Regions from separate parts of the Sus scrofa genome. Here region 2 is linked to region 1. The links are chromatin contacts, called in public Hi-C maps. All regions are on one chromosome and are shown on one strand. Each heading gives the region's core, a stretch centred on a gene start, on an enhancer-like site or on the middle of the called end of the contact. The rest is flanking DNA. Distances are from core to core; before and after follow the strand shown.

What was found. Hi-C and Micro-C count contacts between places; a contact is called where the count stands out from the background.
Region 2: a Hi-C map of embryonic fibroblasts shows a contact between it and region 1, with 3 times the contacts expected there. The contact joins two enhancer-like sites. A contact is called at or near these places in 2 of 47 Hi-C or Micro-C datasets (both in embryonic fibroblasts).

The regions. Positions count from the first base shown.
Region 1 is chr8:77,006,303-77,012,252 of Sscrofa11.1, forward strand. No RefSeq gene overlaps it. Among named protein-coding and RNA genes, the nearest start is that of GATB, 210 kb to the right of the region's middle. Within about 2 kb of position 3,224, at least 11 of the 83 cell types and tissues checked have an H3K27ac peak or open chromatin away from gene starts, as enhancers often do. A contact at or near this core is called in embryonic fibroblasts, where this site is marked.
Region 2 is chr8:77,127,097-77,133,046 of Sscrofa11.1, forward strand. LOC110262140 (a long non-coding RNA gene) reads left to right here. Exons shown (of 7, transcript XR_002346735.1): 1 at 1-2,605; 2 at 5,781-5,888. Among named protein-coding and RNA genes, the nearest start is that of GATB, 92 kb to the right of the region's middle. Within about 2 kb of position 3,070, at least 11 of the 83 cell types and tissues checked have an H3K27ac peak or open chromatin away from gene starts, as enhancers often do. A contact at or near this core is called in embryonic fibroblasts, where this site is marked.

The DNA of each region.
Region 1 (5,950 bases), core at 1,974-4,473:
TGTCACAAATGCCACCCTAAAAAAAGACAAAACAAAAATTGTTAATAAAAAAATAAAATCAGAGAGTCCCCGTTGTGGCTCAGTGGTTAACGAATCCAACTAGGAACCATGAGGTTGCGGGTCCCATCCCTGGCCTTGCTCAGTGGGTTAAGGATCCGGTGTTGCCGGGAGCTGTGGTGTAGGTTGCAGACGCGGCTTGGATCCTGCATTGCTGTGGCTGTGGTGTAGGCCGGTGGCTATAGCTCTGATTAGACCCCTAGCCTGGGAGCCTCCATATGCCTCAGGAGCGGCCCTAGAAAAGGCAAAAAGACAAAAATAAATAAAATAAAATAAAGTAAAATAAAATAAAATAAAATAAAATAAAATAAATTAAATAAAATAAAATAAAATTAGAAATGTCCAACAACTGCCTGTGGCTACTGACACCATGTCGGTCAGCAAAGAGAGAAAAGAGTTCCATCACCACCAGAATTTCTGATCTAGATTTTCCACCCTGGCTCTTGTAGCTCCAGACTCTTCCTCCCTCTGACACCCCATTCTTTTCGTATACGCACAAAGAGCATACTTTCTTTTTGTCCAGACTTCCTCCCTAGATGGGGTTCCACACACCTCCACATAAGGAAAGCTCCCTCAAAAGGTTTCCCCACACCCCAGGACCAGCTCAACATCTCTGATCAGAATGGCACCTGTTAGAGAGGAAAATTGAAGAAGAGGCAGGAGGCCAGAGAGCCAAGATTCAGGGCGAGTTTTATTGACCAACAGACTAGCTGGGAGCACTGAGACAGAACTCCCTGAGCAAAACTCTGCCTAGGGAGCAGTTAGATATATAGGAAATGGGGTAGTTTCTGTTTTTAGAACCGGTCTGTTCTTGGGCTAAGTCAGTATTCAAGGGTTAGGGGGAGGCACTCTCCTTAGGAATGTGGGTAATGGTTTGGGGCAGGAGGAAGAAGGACATTGTAAAGACACATCCCATGACAAATGACTGGGCTCCAAGGCAGCTCATTGCTGGGGGAGACATCAGCCTTCTAGACTCTAAGTCTAATGAGGGTTTGGGTGGCACCTAGCAAATCATGTCCAATATTCCACCTAAGAGCACCTCTCTGCTGGGTTACTGGAGTACTGGAGTGAGTTCTCCTTTTCTTTGGGGGAAAGAGAGCAAGCCAGCTCCCGCGGGGGCCAGCAGCCTGGTGGAGCCACCTACACTGAATGTAACCATCCAATACGACATTTTACTTGGAATCTCAGGGTTGGACTTGAGTGAACAGTTGAGATTTTATGGTCCAACACTGATGGATCAGAGCTGGGCTCTCAGAACGAGGCACTTGGGCAAAATGTGAAAGACCATATTCAAAGATTTGCAAAACCGAAATGGAACACCGAACAGAGTGGTTGCTGGGTCCAACTCCTCTTTTGATGAGAACTCTGAGCTGGTGAAACCACCTGCCCAGCTAATGAGGAAAGTCCTCAAATCTGTGTGATGCCAGAGTGCGGGCAAAGAGACTGACCCAGGGAGGGGCTACAAGCAAATGGAAGAAAGAGGAAAAGAATGAAGGCCTCATCAATGAAATAAGCACATTTCAGGGAAAAAAATTATTCTAGAGTGGAATTATTTAAAATAATTCCCCTTTCCCTTTTGACGTTCAGCAGCAGAAGACTAAAAAGTCAAACTTAAAAATGTGGCAAGTGTTAAAATACGTGTGTGTGCGCGTGCATGCACATGCAAGCATTTTAATGGAGAAAAAATCCAATACCTTTCCTTTATTAAACACTAACATCAATACTCATGTTGTAAACAATACATTGTTCTACTCAAGATGAAAGCAGTGATGGGCCCATGGTAAGCAATCAATAAGTACTTGTTGATTGATTGGAAGTAAATCACAGAATAAAAATACAAATTAGGAGCCCAGCCTTGGCTGACCATTCTCTCCCCAGACTAATGAGCTGTTTACTTCATTGCTGACGGGCGTCTTGTTAGGGGTTGTTAGTGCAAAACGGTGTTTGTTGAGGCTGGGCGTGTGCTAATCAGTGTTAGAGATGATCTCGGTCTGTAGATCAAGAGGCAGCAGCCACAGACAGAAGATGGCAAGCGCACAACGTCAATTCTTTTCGTTTTGCAGTGGATTGTGATTGCATTCATCAGTTCCTTAAACAAGGAATTTGATGATTGGCACTTCAGTAAGCAGAGGGGGAGAATGGCTCACTTGGGACAAGGCATGGGTTTGAGGGGCAAAGAAAGAGGCACCTGCCGGTTAAGAATTTCAAACCAGACAGTCTGGTCTGTAAGCAGGAGCTGTGAATACTCGTCCTGCATGTAGCTTGTGCAAGATGATCACATTGCCAGTAATAGCAACAGGCATCTGTTGTCTTTGCTTCTGAGGGTCCATTTTCTCCTCCTGCTGATGAAAGTGATGCTAGAGATTGCTTTGGAGGGGGTGGTGGTGTTTCCCTTTCTACCTTGATTTTAGTATCAGGTACTAAAGTGCAAGCTGTAGGAGCCAGAACAGACTCCAAAAGGTCCTGTCTCAACAAGAAGGAAGGTTAGTTCTCTCTCATGTACTAATTCAGGGCCAGTGAACAGGCTCTGCTCCACTGTCATCCAGGGATCTAGATCTGCCATCCTCAGTGCATAGTTTCCAAGGCTGCCCCAATCCACCCAGCAGGAAGGAAAAGGAGCCTGGAGGCGTTGGCCCCGGGAAAGGCTTCATATCACGTGGAGTCATATCCCCTTGGAGCAAACTTGGCTACAGGTGACTGCAAGGGAGGCTGGGGCTTGTAAATTTCTAGCCAGGCCCCATGTGTTCCAGCCATTACTCTCGCCCAAAGGTGAGCACTGCATCCAAGCTAGGTCAAGGACACTCTCCCTCAGGCACTTTCTGTAGCAAGTTTAACCTTGAGCAGAATGCCAAGAAGCATGAAGATGGTTGGAGCCCATTCATCCCAGTGGCTGAGATCATCTGTTGATTTTGTAACCAAGCCGGAGCAGGACGCTCTGGGCCTTTTGGGGACAGAACCCTCATCTATGTCCTCAGCTGTAGCTCCTCCTTGGAGTACCTAGATCACAGAATCTGATGCAGATTCCCTGAGTTGTTTTACAGATGCCAAAAACATCACCAAATGGAAGAAATTAGCCGTGTGATGATTGAGCACACAGACCTACTGGCGCCTAAAACATGATGAGGTTAACTGCCCTCTTACCTCACCATCGACCAATCGGAGAAATGTGAATGAGCTGATCACTCACCCTGCAACCCTCCTCCCCTATCTGTCTTTTAAAAATGATTTGCCGAGAGTTCCCATTGTGACTCAGTGGTAATGAACCTGACTAGTATCCATGAGGTTCCTGGCCCCGCTCAGTGGGTTGAGGATCCCGCGTTGCCCTGAGCTGTGGTGTAGATCACAGACTCAGCTGGGATCGGGCGTTGCTGTGGCTGTGGTGTAGCAGCTGCAGCTCAGACTCAGCCCTTAGCCTGGTGACTTCCATATGCTTCGGGTGTGGCCCTAAAAAGACCAAATAAATAAATAAGTAGAAATACTTTGCTGAAACCCTTCCAGAAGTTTGGGGTTTTAGAGCATGAGTCACCCTGTCTCCTTATGTTGGTGCTTTTACAATAAACACTGCATTGGTTTTTACTGTGCCTGGGCAAGCAGACCCAGCTTGGGTTTTGTAAGAATGTCTGCCCCCTAGATTCCTGGAATTGCCTTACTTCCTGTCTGACTTTTCCCCTTTCTTTATGACGCCGCTTTAAGTACCACTTCTGCTTAAGGTAACCGGAGACGGTGTTCATGATTTGCAAGAAAGATGCAACTGATTACAACTACCTCTTGGAACTGCCTCCTGTTTAACTCAATAACAAAAATTTCTTGCCCATCTACTGTGTGGCAGACAATGTTCTAGGCACTAGGATATATCGATGAGCAAAACAGATCACAACCCCGCCCTCACTGAGCCACCTCTTCTGCAAACAAAGCTCCTGGATTTGGGGGCTCTCTCCTCTCCGTTTCCTGGGTGGGAGCCTGAAACTCCAGGTCCGACTCAGCAAGTTTCCCACAAGGGTGGATGCATAATGAGATGATCAATACCACATCCTCTCTCCTTGGGCGTTCTCGCTTTTATTTTGCCTTGTGTTTAATGTTTGCAATATGTAAATTAATTGCAGCGCATCTCATAAGTGAGTTTTGCCCGGACAACAATTTGATTCTTGCTCAGCAGCCTCAGCATCTCCACTAGCTACTGGCAGAAGGTTGGTGACAAGTTAGAATTTGCTCATGAGCGGGCATCCGTGCGCTGCTTTCCAGTGAACCCAAAAGAGAATTCCACCTCCCCTTGGGCTATTATTACACTCACCCAATACCAAGGAGCACATTCAAAAACAGATGCCTTCATTAGGGAGGCCTCTTTACCTCGTTGTCATGCAAATAGCTCGAATCAAGGAGTCTAAAAAGTGCTGGAGAGGTGAAGGGAGAGCATCTTAAATCAGTAACGAGTCCAAGTTGGGGCATTCCTGTTTAAATGGGAGTTCCAGCAAAATACTACAGGCTTCAGAAAAGAAAATCATAGACTTGGAAAACAGACTTGATGGGAGGGGGAGGGATCGGGAGCTTGGGGTTATCAGACACAATTTAGAATAGATTTACAAGGAGATCCTGCTGAGTAGCATTGAGAACTATGTCTAGATACTCATGTTGCAACAGAACAAAGGGTGGGGGAAAAAAATGTAATTGTAATGTATACATGTAAGGATAACTTGATCCCCTTGCTCTACAGTGGGAAAATAAAATAAAATAAAATAAAAATACTACAGACTTCAGCCAGTGGGAAGGGGCAGACACTAAACTGTCTCTGAATCCCCCTCCCTCCTTCTGTCAAGTTTTTTCCCCCACTTTTCCTTGAGGAGTGGAGGTGGGACAGGAAAGAAGAGGTGGGAGGGTTCTTGGAGGAGCTTCCACTGCAAACATTCCTCCTAATTATCGGGGCGCTGGGGCGCGGCAGGCAAGGAGGATGTCTGGGCGATGTGGGCGTGGGGTGGACTGGTGCGCTTCATAATAGCAGCCTAATAGGTTTCAACCCTCAAGATACACGGTGGCAAGACGGCATGAATAATTCAGTGAGCACGAGGTCCTGAACCCAGGTTTTCCCCCTGTAAAGAGGAAAGCCAGGAGCCTGAGGTCCCAAGTTTGAAGCCTATCAGAGCTCAATCTCTGTCTTTCAGAGCTTGGTTACTAAGTGCTGTGTAGGTGTGAAAAGCCTTATTACCATGTAATTTTGTTGGGAGCAGACTTCCAAGAACCTGCTTTACTTTATATTCACACACACACACAAAAGATCAAAATGCATTTTATTTCCTAACAATAGCCAATTTGGCTATAATTATTGTAAAATACCGAATTTGAAGGCATAGCGCCCAAGTGACACCCTGCATCGCTCCTTTCCATACGTGAATATCTTCTTATTTACTGCCTTCCCCGTAATGAACTTTGAGATAAACAACAGGAAAAGTAATTTGTTTTTTGACAATGCTGAACCTTTGAATAGAGAAAATCACACTGTTGAACACAGAGTGCAGTCCTGTGTGGTAAGTGGTATCCATGGCAACCAATAGATTTTATGCTAAGTCTGGCCTTTAAAAACATTTCACGTTTACCACTGAGAAAAAGATGGCCTTGATTTAAAAATGATACAACAAGTACCTCGAATGGGCATGCTTTCTGCTCTGGGCTGCAAACACAATTAAGAGGCATCTCCTCGGTACCAAATCACCTCAATCGGATCTATGCCATCCTGGAGGAACATCATAGCCCGCTTGAAAAAAAAATAGAAAGAAAGAAAGAGGATGGACATGTGGAAGGCTGCTGCAGGGGTGGAGGTGGTTTAGTTTTCACTTGTCCTCCTTGTATTTAACGCCTGGAGTGAAAAATAGGGAGTAAAAATAGCACGTGCGCCTCTTAT
Region 2 (5,950 bases), core at 1,820-4,319, 120 kb after region 1:
AGGGGAAGGAGGGACGGCAAATAAGAAGCGATTTTTAAAATTTCAGTATGAAGGCAAAGGTTGAAATGGAAATTGCATAGACACCACTAAAACCATAAATGATATGGGTAAGGTCAATAAAAGTCTTTGACAGCCCCCAGCGTCAAATACAGAGCACGAACTCAAGGTAAGAGAAAGAAAAAGCAAGACTACCTCCTCTAAGGGGAGATGCTGTTTCTCAAGAAATGGTATGGATTCAAATACCTGGAAGTGGAAATTTTTAAACCTAAATTCACTTGAATGTGGAAAATAAGCCTATCTGATGCAGCACTTTAGGGAGAGGGAAGAATCTACGATTATATCAACAGGATGAAAAGTCTTGAAATGCAGCTAGACATACCCATAACTCTACTGATATTTGATGAATTTCAATAATTCACTTAAATTTTCTCAACTATATCCCACACAACACTTCTAAGCAGCAGGTGACAGCTATTGTTACAACCATGCCAAGGAGCTTAATGGTAACTTGCAAGGTCAATACCTACCATGTTGCTATGGAGATGTACTTTGTGAATAAATAAAACATCACTAATGGAATGTCCCTAACATTGTTTCTCCAGCTAATGTAACCAGGTGCTGTTCCACCTCATCTGAACAGGCTATTCAAGACTTTGAAAGGTTTTCGATCACTGGTCCTCCACTGGAGTGTTCCCTGGCTCATCCTGCCCCAAGGCCTTGGCAATGCTGTTCCATCTGCCCACAACACTCTTCCCCTCCCTTGTCATATCAATCAGGCCTCTGCTCAAATGTCACCTGCTCAGAGAGACCTACCCCTTTGGGGCCCTATTTAAAATTACTCCCTTTACCCATCAATACTGAAAATGATAACATTTGCATGGGAGAGGGGAGTTGAAGATTTTTTTAAATTTAATTTTATTGGCATATAGTTGATTTATTGCAGTATAGTTACAACATTGTATTATTTTCAGGTGTACAGCAAAGTGAATCAGTCATACATACACAAACATCCACTTTTTTTTTTTCCCATTTAGGCTATTACAAACTATTGGGCAGATTTTCCCGTGCTATACAGTCAGTTCTTGTTAGTCATCTATTTTATACAATCGTGTGTATATGTTATTCCAGCCCTCCCAATTCTTCCCTCCCTGCAACGGAGTGTCACCTATGGTAACCATAAGATTGGTGTTGAAATCTGTGAATTTTTGTATCTGTTGTTTTTTTTTAATAAGTTCTTTTATATCATTATTTATTAGATTCCACAGATTTGCCTTTCTCTGTCTGATTTACTTCACTCAGTAGGAGAATCTCTAGGTCCATCCATGCTGCTGCAAATGCCATTATATAACAATTATTTTTTGCTTACTCATCCTCTGTCTTCCTACTGGAATACAAGGACACTAAGAGAAGTCAAAGACTTCACCACTGTATCCTCATGGCCTAGAATAGTGCCTGGAACATAAAGAGTTGTGGCTAAGACTGCTTGTTTCTCACTTAACAGCCTTGTTCCCCTTCTTCCTTGTTCCCTGTATCATCTGGCCAAGAAGTTGTACCCAACTATAAAACTACATCTGCAGGCTCTCTTGTCAGTGGAAGTGGTCAAATGTGTGTAAGCAGAAGTCATGGGATGGAGCTTCTTGGAAAACACTTTGAAGGAGGCTTACTCTTTAAAGAGTAAGCCCTTGGCCCATCCACCTTCCTACTGCTTGGAATAGGAATGTAATGGCTGGAGCTGCAACAGCCATGCTTGTGTTCATGAGGTAAGCTTACTAGTAGGAACCACTCTAGAAGGGGGCCTGGGTGTTTGATACCAAGACTGCCTTCCTCTGGAGAGAAAAATCTCTACCTTATTTCAGCTGCATGATTAGTGTCATTTTTTAATTGTAGCCAAATCTAATTCTGATATATGGGTGCATAGTAAATATTTGTTGGATAAATATATGTGTGCTTTGCTTTTAAAATTTTAACTTTCGAAAACTTTGTAAAAACATACCTTATGACATTCCCCACCCCAAATCTCTAATTAGGCAGTTCTCAAGTGGGGACAGGTTGATCACATCGATCATACTAGTTTACAACCACTGGGTAGATGACCCTTCTGATAGGGATAGAGTAGGCACAGGTGGTTGTAGAAGTCCCAACAAGGGATCACTGATAAAGAAGGAAACCTGGGGGGTGTTGGGAGACCACTCTAAGTTCAGGAAAGCCAGCAGAACAAGGCAGGCTTGCTTAACTAGTGGAGGTGGGAGAACTGCCTCAGGTCACTGGGTGGGGGATGGGATGGGGCCTGCATTCAGATTCATACCAGGGGGCAAGAATTTGAAGACTGCCCTGCAGCTGATTTGAATACACACCTTATGAGATACTAAGGAGGGGCTGCTACTCCCAGAAAGGAAGAGGCGGGCCTTTCCAACCCCACGCCCCTTGGATGATAAAACTGTGGGCCACCAGATCCTCGGGGAAAAGCTTCCTTTCCTGTCTGTTTGCCTCTCTTACAAGCATCCTGTCCTCATAAATCTGTTTCTTGCCTATCACTTTGTCTCTCGCTGAATTCCTTCTGTTCAAGGGCATAAAGAACCTGAGCCTTGGTGAATCTGGACACAGGGTGAGTGACCTGAATTTGAAACTGGGTTTTCATCCCAATCTGGTTTTAGGTTGGGTTCAAGTTCAACATGTGGGTTCAAGTCTCAGTCTGGGTTTTGGCTGGGTTGCAAGTCCCAGTCTGGGTTTTGGCTAGGTTCAGGCCATTAGTGCTGTCAGTTTCACTTCCCTTAAGCTAAATCCACACAGAACAGAATAAGTCAAAGTTCTGGAATCCTAGCTCAGTCACTTAGCTGCTAGCTCTTCCACTGGCAGCAATTTGCTTAACCTCACGAAGGCTCAGTTTTACCACCAGTAAATCAGCATTGTGAATAGATGCATCATCAATATTCATTGCGGTAGTTATGAGTCCTGAGGCAAACTAAGGTAAGTTAGGAAAATGCCAATGGCTGTCTCTGAGACAAGGCTCGGAAAACCACTCATGACACAGCCAAGGTGTCATGCTGCTGTGCTCTGAGGGAAAGAAGATGAGTCACAGGGAGGGAACGCCTTTGAATCCACGTTAACTGGGACTCAGTGGGTCTGGCTGAGTGGAAGTGAGGAATGTGGCTGGGCCAAGGAATGACGCCATCAGGGACTCAACAACCCAGGCTCTCTCCCCTCTCGGTTTCCTTCTCGTTGTTTCCATCCCCTTCTTTTCTTCCTCTTTGTAATTGGCCTCCTCTGCTTCTCTGGTTCTACAAAGTCGAAAAACATGGCCAGAGAGGACCCTCTAAGTTCACCTGTGATTGATCCCACTATCCAGGGGGAATCACCGTCCTTCAAGTCCAAGTTTCTAGGGAAGAGACTCTGGATCAGTTCAGTGGTATGACCATCATGGCCTCAGGCACATAGAGTAGAGGCAGGGAGGGGTGAATGCATCCTGCTATAGGAATATAGCCCCATCCTAATGTAACAGTGAGAACAGCGACAGGAAGAAGGCCCCACCCTGGAGGGAAAACTGGACCAGAAAACCAAATATTCATTAGGAGAACGGAAGTCAGGTTTTCTCTGGGGGAGCAGAGTTTGAGTCGGAACCAAAGCAGAAACAAGAGTGGTGAGCTCAATTGTGTATGATGCTCACTCTTCAAATAAGCCAGTCCTTTGGAGTTCCCGTCAAGGTTCAGCAGGTTAAGAACCAGACATAGTGTCCTTGAGGAGGCAGGTTCCATCTCTGACCTGGATCAGTGGGTTAAGGATCTGGTTTTGCTGCAAGCTGCAATGTAGGTCAGAGATGCAGCTCAGATCCGGTGTTGCCATGGCTCCAGTGCAAGGCCGGCAGCTGCAGCTCCAGGTCAACCCCTAGCCTGGGAACTTGCTTATGCCCCAGGTGCAGCCATTTAAAAAAAAAGAAAAAAACACCCTCATCACTTGATACACCTGGCAAAATGTGGGGCTGATAACTAGGTGTAATGGAGAGATGGGCCTGAATGAAGCAGCTCAGCCACTGTGCAGACACTTTAGAGAAAAGTGACTTGCAGGAGAGCAGAGAGTTTGAGCGGTCATACGTGGAGTTTGATAAATATTCAGGTATCATTCCCCTCAAAGACGGCCTGAATGTAAGAAGAAAAAAAAAAGAATGTCTCTGATCAGCAGCTTTTAACCCATTTCATCTTTGGAAATAAAAGGGCTATTTATAGATTTCTCTTCTGCAAGGGCTGCTTTGAAGACGATGGTGCAGGCTGTCTCCAGGCCCCCTTTGCGGCAGCTCCCATGGCCCAGCGCCCTCGGGTCAGTGAGCACAAGGCCTGTGACTTGTCCCCAGTGCTTGCTTGGCTTGGCCCCTGACTCTCTCTCTTCCTTTGGGCAAAAAAAAAGACGATGGCCTATCATTCCTAGAATATAAACAGACGGCTTCCTCGCTCATCAACCCACCGATTAGTTTACTGCACATGCTACTGAGGCTCTGCCACCTCTGCCAAGGCTGGAGCACCTTCAGCCCTGAGTGCTCCCAGTCAGAGAGAAGCAGTGATTGCAGAAGCGGCTCTTCCAGTCCCCCCCCCCCTTTTCTTTTTCCCCTAACGCTGATATAAGCTTCTGAGACTAAGCAGCCTAACTGAGGGTCAGGCTCCCTGTGACAGCCACTGCAGGGGAAAATAGAATAAGGAACACCTTTGAAGTAAATGCCATTGACCCTGAGGGATGCTGGGGCACGCTGCATGCAGGTAAAATAGGAAGAGGGCGTCCCACCCAGCGGTGTTTTCACTCAGTGACTATTGACCTTGCAGCAGCTCAGCAGGATGGAGCAGACTTGGGCTTTGAGGTTGTGCCAACCTGTGCTTGCATTCCCGTTCTAACTTGGGATTTGCAGGGCCTGGGGAAATTTTCATGATTTCTCTGGATTTCTGCATCCTCTGCTGCAAAACAGGAGTAATCTGCAGATGACCGTGAGGGTTAGTGGTGCCACATGAAGGCCTGGCACCAAGACCTGCACAGAGTGACATCTCAAACACATGACACCTAGAGTCATGGTGAATGTCCTTGAGATAGCAGCATACACCATCTTCAAAAGATCTTCTGCTTCTCTGTGTTTCATCACGTTTTCTCACGGTGATTGTTAATGCTCCGTCACTGGCTCAAAAGGAACTTGTACAAACATCTACAGCTCAGTTTCCCCAGTTATGCTGCCTACAGTGCTGACATCTGTCAAGCTGGTAAAAATGCAGAGTCCCAGGCCCCACCCCTAGATCTCAGGCAGGTGGGACCCAGGACTTTGCATTTTTTAACAGGCTTTCAAATGAGCCTGATGTGTGAACTTGGGAGGATTTCCGGGAGATATGCAATGAGTTTTTTTTAATTCACTGGTGATTTATTTCAAGGCAGCCAATGAGGGCAGGACAATGCTGCTTTTTGTTGGTGAGGATTGTCTTGTAACAGCTAAAGGAAGTGCCCTTGCTTCCAGCCCCTGGCTGCTGGTAGAGTGGTAACCATCCTCCTTGTCCCAAGAAAAGAGTTTCTCCTGCCAAGGAAGGTGCCCAAATAGCCAGAAGCCTGGCCCAGATCAAGGTTGCTCAAAAGTTGGGAAATTTTCCAAAATCAAAAATACTTTCTCTTTAATATTATGAAGGGAATATATATATATATCTGAGTCACTTTGCTGTACCATAGAAATTGGCACATTGCACATAAACTATACTTTGATAAAATATATATAGATACATAATTTTTTAAAGTACAAAATAATGCTTTCTTTTTCTCAGCAATTTGCGTAGCTTACCTACATCAGCAAATTTTTATCCATAAGAGAAGATCAAGGACTGAATGGAAGGGGGTCTGTCTCTAAACGATGGATCTGGAACTTCTAAGAGGTAGGTTGCAAAGTATACTTGACCACCCCTCACCAAAAGGCAGGATGCCTTAGATCTTGGGA